2 separate regions of the Sus scrofa genome follow, and region 1 is linked to region 2. Evidence: chromatin contacts called from public Hi-C data. All regions are on one chromosome and are shown on one strand. Each heading gives the region's core, a stretch centred on a gene start, on an enhancer-like site or on the middle of the called end of the contact. The rest is flanking DNA. Distances are from core to core; before and after follow the strand shown. Region 1 overlaps TMEM270 (Williams-Beuren syndrome chromosomal region 28 protein). Region 2 holds the start of CLDN3 (claudin 3).

The links. A called contact is a pair of places that touch in the nucleus more often than the background predicts.
Region 1: a Hi-C map of liver shows a contact between it and region 2, with 6 times the contacts expected there. The contact joins the enhancer-like site here to the promoter of CLDN3 in region 2. A contact is called at or near these places in 1 of 5 promoter capture datasets (liver) and 5 of 47 Hi-C or Micro-C datasets (alveolar macrophages, liver and subcutaneous adipose tissue).

Annotation. Positions count from the first base shown.
Region 1 is chr3:11,071,527-11,076,499 of Sscrofa11.1, reverse strand. The region is part of intron 2 of TMEM270 (Williams-Beuren syndrome chromosomal region 28 protein); the gene reads right to left. Among named protein-coding and RNA genes, the nearest start is that of TMEM270, 15 kb to the right of the region's middle. Within about 2 kb of position 3,564, at least 5 of the 83 cell types and tissues checked have an H3K27ac peak or open chromatin away from gene starts, as enhancers often do. A contact at or near this core is called in liver, where this site is marked.
Region 2 is chr3:11,018,031-11,022,331 of Sscrofa11.1, reverse strand. It overlaps CLDN3 (claudin 3), which reads left to right and starts at 2,230. Exons shown (of 2, transcript NM_001160075.1): 1 at 2,230-2,716; 2 at 2,957-3,259. The coding sequence starts at 2,372. The coding sequence ends at 3,037.

The DNA of each region.
Region 1 (4,973 bases), core at 2,315-4,814, 53 kb before region 2:
GCTGAAATTCCAATCCAGCTGTGAGTGTGTCTCCACTGTCCTGCGTCATCTCCCCTTTCTCTGCCCTGGGGGACCCTTTTCTGCCAACTCAGCCCGCAGAGGAGTCACGATTTGGAGCCGTGGACCTGATGGTCAGCCTTTGCACAGGAAAGACAATGCTGAACCCACAGGACTTTTCTCTATAGAGAAAATTCCGGCACCGGGGCTTGCAGTTGGGGCTTCTCAGAGCTGTGGGGCTACACCAGCAGGGAGGCAGCCACCTCATCCCACCAGCAGGGACGGGTCTGCGGGGTCCAGCAGCTCTGCGGTGGCCCCCACCCTGACTCACCAGCACGGAGAGCTTCAGCACCACCAGAAGGGTCCCCCAGAGGCTGGATCTGACCCCAGGGGCAGCCTCCATGTCTGGTCCTTCTCCTCTTCCAGGAGAGAGAGGCAGGTGACCTCACAGATACCGCAGGGCGGGGTCCAAGTTACCCCGGGAAACCAGTTGCCACAAAAGGCTCCCCTTCACTGCCTCCTGCCCCATCCCTGCACAGAAACTGTGGTATTTGTCTTCCACAACCTGTGACTTCCCGGCCGGAGGCTGCCCCCAGGGACATGACCGCCACAAACCCAGCCCGCCTAGCACAGGCAGCCAAGGCAGCGTAGGGGTGCTGCACCTCCCCGTATCCTTCCAAACCCCAAAGGATCAAAGACCTGGGAAATAGAAATCTTTACCCCCGGGGGCCGCAGGTGACAAAAGGTTTGGAGGCAGAAGGACGCCTCAGCTGCCCAAGGTGGAAAGCTCCGACCCAAGCCCCCCATTCATTCTTCTCAAATTGTGCTAAAGGTTGGTCCTCACCCTGCAGAGCAGTGCGGCTGTGACCTTTATCCTCTGATCTTAGTGGCAGGTCAGTGGGTTCTGAGACTGAGTTAGAGGAGGGCAGGGGAGAGAAAATATGGTGACATCAAGGCCTCAGAGGGTCCTGAAAAGAGGCATTCTCAAAGGGAAAGACCCTCAGGGCCACACACAGGCTGCCTGGAGCATCCCAGAGAGGTTTCTGGAGCCATGGATCAGGGCCAAAGGCTTAGAATTCTGGGAGAATCCAGAACCTTGATCACAGCGTTTGCTCCATTGCTGTCCTCCCTGGGTCCCAGCAGACGCCCAGGGAAGCTGCTCTCAGACCTTTTGGAAAATTTTAAAAGCACGCCCTCTGGTGGCAGGACTCTGTGAGTGCAGGGCACTGGTAGCAGAGGGTCCCTCAGCCCTCACACACAGGGCGACCTCAGTCTCACGCCCTTACTCCGCGAAGGCAGGACACGACCTGCCCAGCTGTACATGGCAACCGTCCATAATGAGTCGCTGGAAGGTCACAGGTGACCTTTGCCCAGGGCAAGTCCTGTTCACCCACTTGTTTCCCCTCTCGGAGCAATAGCTGGGGTCCGGGAGGGTGGAGCGTGCAAAGTCCCTCCGCTCTGTCCTGTGCCCTTGCCCCTCCCCCACCCACCCCTTCTGTCTCCAACATTAAGGCCCTGCGGGGTCGTTGGGTCTTCGGAAAGGCCTCCTTGCACTAAGTTTTGAAGGATGGGTAGGAGTCTTCCAGAGAAGAGAGTAGGAAGGATGGTCCCACGGCAGGAATGGCACGGGTCTAACAACTCAGTAGTACTAGGTCATAAAGTGAGACAGGGGGTAGGTGGTGAGGTCAGCAACGGCCACATGGGTCAGAATATTCTATCAAATGATAGGAGCCATTGAGGACCCAAGGCAACAAGGCGCTAGAGATCGCTGGGGACTTTACAAGGGAAGAAGTTAGACGAGGGCAGAGAAGGGGTCTTGGGGAGCAAGGGGGAGATTGGATAGGAACTCACAACAATTAACCTTCTAGACACAAGGTGATGGGGCTGAAGTGGACAGATGCCAGAGATGTGTAGACGATGGAACGGAAGGGTTAGAAGCCATCACAAATGATGAAAGGGGAGTTCCCTTGTGGTGCAGCAGGTTAAGGATCCAGCACTGTCACTGCTGTGGCGAGGGTTAGATCCCTGGCCCAGGAACATCTGCATGCTGTGGGCGTGGCCAAAAAAAAAGGTGGTGAGAGGTCCAAGATGGTACCCTCCTTGCAAGCTAACCAGTCAGCCTGTAAGAGCATCTTGGATGCTGGTAGAAGGCGCAAGACTCCTGGGTCAGAGATGATGGACAATGCATTACAGCACTAGCAGTAAACTAGGGTATAAGTATTTTGCATTGGTCTTTTGAGTCCCAGATCCCACAGGGTGACATAAAAAGGGGCAGAGGGTACCTGTACCCGAAGTGGGTATATTGTGGAAGAGAAACCCTGAGCTTAGGGAACCCAAATCTTTTCTGATGGGCAGTAAGCAAGCCTGCCTCTGCTCCCGAGAGAGACGTTATCATGCTGGACCATGCCTGTGCTTTGCACGAGGAGAAGTTATACCTTCCAAGTATAACTGGATCCTAGAAAGATCACCCAAAATGAAGAGCCATCAAGTCCTGTGAATAAACTCAGGACACCTGTGGGGAATTGTTTCCCAACAGAGGAGTGAAGGAAGAAAGGTGAGGTGAGGCAGAAGTCAGGGATACACCTCAGAAGTCTTGAGCCAAGGGTGGGTGGAGGTGCTGCCCACAGAGGTGGGGGATGGAGGAGGAGCAGGTTTGGGGAAAAATCCGATTGCTGGGAGTGGGATGGCGGAGGCTGAAACCAGAATTTGCAATTTGTTTTCCATCCTCTCTCTCCTCTTTGGCTTGCCCCCCACCACGGCCCCTCTTAAAAGGAAACAACAGGCCCACAATGGAGTCACTTGTGCTAAGCTCCACCTGGACTTCATATTTAACCTAATTGTAATTTCAGCCTCTTGGGCATAGGATTTTAAGCCAATCCACCAGGAATTTCCTGGTCAGCACTTGCAAAGTAATCTAAGACCCCTGCCTTCCTTTAAGGGCAGGTGACCTGAAATAACCCAGCCTCTTCATTTCTTTGTCCCACCCTCCTTCTGCCTAGGAAAGCCTGCCTCTTTGTACAGCTCCTCGGGGCACCTTTCTCCTTGCTGGCCGGGAGGCTGACTGTGATCAGTGGTTGAATAAAGTAAATCAGATCTCCAAACATACGCAGTTGAATTGGGGTTTTTAACAGATGTGGTGGCTGTGGTAGGACCCAGAGTGAAATTCTGATGGTTTTCAGGGACAATGGGAAAAACAGGTATGGTACCTCGAACCCCTTTTTGGGTTCAGTCTTTCTGTTCATTTCTGAGCCCCAGGGTAAGTTCCTTGTGGTTGTGGGCCCTGCTCTCTTTGCATCAAGCTCCCGGTCTAATTGGCTTTCCAGTCTGTTCCCCCATTTGTTTAGAAATCCCAGCCCTTGATTCTCTCCCCAGATTCCATGTTGGGAAACTGCTGGTGGTTTCGTCTGCAGTTTCCCATTTGTCAGGAATCCTCCCCCAAATTCCACCTTGGCAACTGCTATGGCCACTGTAGTTTCCCATTTGTTTGGAAGCAGTCTGCTGTCTTCATTTGCTGAGGTCTGCTGGTTCCATGCTTTTCCCCAGTCCAAAGTTCCATGGGGATTGTTGGTGGTTACCAGCTGGAGTCGGACTGAGTCCAACTTGAGCCGGACTGGGTCCATAAAGGCTAACAGGGACCTCAGACGCCAAAAAGCTGCAAAAATTGGTAGGTCCTGTGCAAACACTGGAGACATCCAATCCAACTGTCTCGGAAAAGAAGAGCAGACGTCAAAACACGGGATCAAGATTTTCTACTTTAACTAAACATGAAACTCTTTCTTCTTCCCTTTCTTTCCTTTCCTCTGGCCTAGGTCTGGAAAGATGATGCCTTCAGCTCTGTCTCTCAGGCCATTGCTGAGGAAAGAAGCTCTGGAATTTAGAACAGATTCTCACGCCATATGCACTAAAAACCTGACTGACCCGTGGCTTAGAAGTAAATACAAATGCGAATTTGATCAGAAACCTCTCGAAACACTGTAGATTCCGTTGCTAAGACACTAGCTACTCAGGAAAGCTCCTTAGACTCTGGCCAAAGTTGTTCTTGATAACAGGATTATCTTGTGGCTGAGCAGGTCTGTGGCCAACCCCACCTGCTGCATGCACCGGGAGTGAACACTTCTGGGGAAGCCGAAACTCAGTTTCATAAGGTCACTGAGCAAAGCATTTGGCTTGGAAAGGTGACTCCTCCAATGGGGTCTCTTTGACTTAATTGGATTTTGATTAGTTTGGATCCTGGGGACCCACGGCTTCTGAGGACACATGTTTGACAGTGAAAATTGTCCTGCTTATAGTTATAATTGTATGCCTGGTGCATTGCATTTTCTCAAAAGCTTTAAATGCTTGTTCACAGCCACTAATCACCCAGCAAATCTCCCTGAGGCTGGACTTCAAAAACGGAACAAAGCAAATGATCCAGTAAAAAAAAAACTGTGTGCCTGGAGGTGTGACCTGTGAATACCACACCGACTCAGCAAAAAAGCAAAAAAGCAGCATCAACAAATGCTGTGAGAACTACAGAGCAGCAAAGTGAGGGGTAGTCGTGTCTTCAGTTCTGATCACATCTCTCAGTTGAGAGTTTGATCAAAGGGGGAGAATTGCTAAAAAGGAACAACAGGCCCCAAATGGAGTCACCTGCGCTAAGCCCCACCAAGACTTAATACCTAACTTAATTGCAATTTCAGACTCTCAGGAGGGCAGTTTTAAACCAATCAGTCTGAGAACATTGTAAATCAACTGGAATAAACAATTTTTTTAAGGTCACCAGCAAGCATCTATTTTATTTTATTTTTTTTTAAGCATTCCTGTTGTGGCTCAGCAGGTTAAGAACCCAACTACCATCCATGAAGATGAAGATGCAGGTTCCACCTCTGGCCTTGCTCAGTGGGTTAAGGGATCCCGTGGCGTTGGTGGGCAGCTGCAGCTGCGATTCACCCCCTAGCCTGGGAACTTCCATATGCTGCAGGTGCAGCCCTAAAAAG
Region 2 (4,301 bases), core at 981-3,480:
CGCGTAGCAAGAGCGAACTCACAGCACAACTAGCAGGAAGCCCACTCTCTGGCCAAAAGCATTTGTCTCGGGCCCCCACCCTAAACCCAGCCATACTGCCTGGGTCCTCTCTCTCCTAACCAAAAGCCACCCCACAAACCAGAAAACTGTAGCAGCCATCAGCCCACTGCCCTGGGCTTCCAGAACTTCCTCCAGGGCAGCCTCCACCCAGCACCAGCTGGGCCCTCTGGCCGGGCACTCCCAGCCCTGCCCAGCCCAGCCCAAGACCTTTGCCCCTGCAAGGAGTAGGACCCTGGTTTCTTCTGGCCCTGTTTACCTCACCCCAGGGCTTGGACACTTACAGAAGAGGACACAGGCTGCAGGCCTGTAATTTGAGAGATGTGGGGCAAACCAGAAAATCCCCTAGGCCCAGTCCTGTGAGGTTTCTCATCTCACCTCGAAGTGCCCCAGGTTGCTGCTAGATTCCAAAGTGCTCTGATTCAGGTAGCCCAGGAATGTCCCATTCTCACTCATTTACACCCGGAGGAGGGCACAGGGCAGGCAAGGTTGCAAGATGTCTCTCCTCCATTCAAGTCACTAGATGAGCTTTCTCTTGAGGACCCAGCACGGTTCTGGGCACTGGAGATAGTGCCGTGAATAAAACCAGCAGAAACCCTCGCCTACTGGGGGATATTCTGGATGTTCCAATGGCGCTAACATACTAGAGCGGAGAGAGAGGATAAAAAATAAATACCGTATAGAGTACGACAGCCAGTGTTAAATGATAAAGAGAATGTACTGCATGAAAAGGGGACAGAGGAGTTCCCGTCGTGGCGCAGTGGTTAACGAATCCGACTAGGAACCATGAGGTTGCAGGTTCGGTCCCTGCCCTTGCTCAGTGGGTTAACGATCCGGCGTTGCCGTGAGCTATGGTGTGGTTTGCAGACGCGGCTCGGATCCCAAGTTGCTGTGGCTCTGGCGTAGGCTGGTGGCTACAGCTCCCACTCGACCCCTAGCCTGGGAAACTCCATATGCCGCGGGAGCGGCCCAAGAAATAGCAAAAAAAAAAGACAAAAAAAAAAAAAGAGAAAAGAAAAGAAAAGGGGACAGACAGGACCCTGTGGGGTGAGTAGCTGTGATTTTAAATAGTTCGGGCAGGGAAGGCCGGGCTGGGAGCAAGAACCCAAAGATGGAAGGAGGGAGACATGTGATCATTGTCCCATGCAGAGAACACCACAAGGATGGGGTCCCTGAGGTGAGAGGTAGCAAGGGAGATGGAGGACAGAAGAGCCAAGTTCAAGGCCAGTGCTGTAGGGCTCTAAGCAGAGTGAGGGATAGCCCAGGTGTGGGGGCAAGGCGTCCCACTTTTGCCTGGATCAAATCTCTTTCACCGCCATTTCATTAAGGTCGAGCTAGGCACGGACTTCCTCGGGCCCAGCGGGAGGACTAGGGCTCAGCAGGGGAGGGGACTCAATGGGGGGGAGAGAGCAGTTCAGCTGAAGGGACCCAGGGTCTCCATGAGGGATAAAAGCTGATATTTGGGGCGGGGCTAGAGAATTTAAGTTCAACACAGGCTCAGGGATGACTGCTGGGCGCCTTTGCGGGTGGTCCCCGGTTTCTGAGCCCAGACGTCCGGGGCTGGCCGCCCCAGGGGCCTGGAACAGTCCGGGATCGTGCGCGGGGAGCTTTGCCTCAGAGGCTGGAGCGACCGAGCAGCAGGTGCGCAGCTGCCCGCTCCGGAAAACAGCCGCGGCCACGCCCACACTGGGCCCGCCCCGTCCGTGTGTGGATTCCCGGCAGCTGGCAGCGCCCCCTTCCACATACCTCCCGTGCCAAAGGCGCTGAAAATAGGGAGGTCGGTTAGGGAAGTGTTAAGTAGGTTGTGCTTTTCACCCCATTCCCGGGAGAATTCGTTCCCGAGCAGTGGGGGACCAGGAGCGAGGGGCGGGGGCTCAGGTCCCGGCCCCGCCCTCTCTTGGCACCCCCACCCCCGCGCCGAGAGCCACTCGTAGCCAAGTCCTTCCTCCCAGGGCGCCCAGTGAAGGTGGGAAGAGGGGCCACGTCACTGTCCCCAGGCCGGGGAGAGCGCGGCTCCGCCCCTCCCGCCCCCGCCGGAGTGCTGGGCCCGGATCGAAGACCAACCGGCCCCAGCCCAGGGCCAGCCCAGTCGCCGGCGCCCGCCTACAAAGCCACAAGCAGGTGCAGGCGCAGCCGCTGCGCGAGCGGGCAGAGCCGTTAGTGCGCGCGCGGTCCTCGTGTCCGTCTATCCGTCCGTCCGTCGGGGCGTCCATCCAGCGGCGCAGAGCCGTTCGCAACCAGGCCCCAGCGGCCCCGGCCCCTCGTCGTCCCGCACCCGGAGCTGCCCGGCCGAGCCGGCTTTGGAGCAGCAGCCATGTCCATGGGCCTGGAGATCGCGGGCACCTCGCTAGCCGTCATGGGCTGGCTGAGCACCATCGTGTGCTGCGCGCTGCCCATGTGGCGCGTCACGGCCTTCATCGGCAGCAGCATTATCACAGCGCAGATCACCTGGGAGGGCCTGTGGATGAACTGCGTGGTGCAGAGCACGGGCCAGATGCAGTGCAAAGTGTACGACTCTCTGCTGGCGCTGCCGCAGGACCTGCAGGCGGCCCGCGCCCTCATCGTCGTCGCCATCCTGCTGGCCGCCTTTGGGCTCCTTGTGGCGCTTGTGGGCGCCCAGTGCACCAACTGCGTGCAGGACGACACGGCCAAAGCCAAGATCACCATCGTGGCGGGCGTGCTCTTTCTGCTGGCCGCCTTGCTCACCCTCGTGCCGGTGTCCTGGTCGGCCAACACCATCATCCGGGACTTCTACAATCCCTTGGTGCCCGACGCGCAAAAGCGCGAGATGGGCTCCGCGCTGTACGTGGGCTGGGCGGCCGCCGCACTGCAGCTGCTGGGGGGCGCGCTGCTCTGCTGCTCGTGCCCGCCGAGAGAAAAGAAGTACACGCCCGCCAAGATCCTCTACTCCGCGCCGCGCTCCACCGTCGGGCCGGGCACCGGCACCGGCACGGCCTACGACCGCAAGGACTACGTATGAGGGGGCAGCCGCGGAGAGTCCCCACCACCCCCACGAGCTCGTGCGCCCACCAGTCCTCCGTGCGGCCTTGCATCCGAGACCAGTCCACCCAGATGCTAGGCAGCTCTCTCGCCGGACTGGGAGGGGCCCGCCCGGTGTCACCCTCCCCAGCTGCCACCCCTCCTCGGGCCGGGGAGCGGGATTGCGGAGCCCAGAGACCAGTCAGCACGGACCATGAAACCTCGCCCCTCTGGAGCGCGGGGCCGGGGTGACCGCCGCTACTTGCCTGCCCCGTCGGGCTGTGGCCTCAGAGCCCTCGCTGGGCAGGGACCCGCAGTCTTGAAAAGGGCCACTTGATATTTTTCAATAAAAACCTTTCGTTTTGCAGTTGCCGGCGCCTCCTTGTCCCGAGTGCCGACAGGCCTCCTCCGCCTTGCGGAGCGCCCCCGCCACGGTTGGCCTTGGCTGCATTCTGCTTTCCCGCCGCCCAATAGGAAGCTGAGAGAGGGCTAGTTTCGGTAGCTGAGAAAGTAGGGTTGTAAATGGGGCTGAGTGCTCGCTAGCCAGGTGGCCCTTTGACCTAGTCACTGGGGGTTCAGACGGGGAAGGCCCCATCTCTAGCGGCGGATGTGAGCGCTTCCAGGCACCGGGAAGAGGGAGGAGAGTTCAGGGACCCCCTTCTCCAGGGTTTGTGCCTGGAGCGCCGGCGGTCCACAGGCTCCTGCACACCTGGATGGCCCCTGTGGCCGGTGAAAGAGCACATTCAATGCTACGATTTCATATTTGAGAAAAGAGAACAAAAAGATCTATTGTTCTGGTAAAACACCCCCCCAAAGGAAGCTGGGTGGAATCTTTGCACTAGAATGGAGAGAGGGGAGACAGGCGGGCGACATTTTCTTCCTGAAACCCTTGAGGGAGGCTAAGGGGGGTTGGGCGGAGGGACTCAGATCTCTCCGGTGACACTCTAATGCCTAAAGTAAACAGGATTTGGAAGCACTTGTGTCTTGGAGAAGGCACAGGAGGTTCAGGCAGTGGGGAAAGGGGCCAGTGTCTGGAGCCAGGAAAGCGGGGGTTCCACTTGCCTGGGTGGGTAGCAGAGTCAGGGAGGAAGTGACAATGAGGCCCTGGACACAGAGGAGGCCAAGGCCCAGAGAGTCTAGTGTACAGAATGACAGACTTTGGACCTTACTCTGATGTAATGGGAATCACAGCAGGACAGTCACAGCAGATTTACACTCTAAAATGACCTCTCCAGGAGTTCCTGTTGTGGCTCAGTGAGTTTACA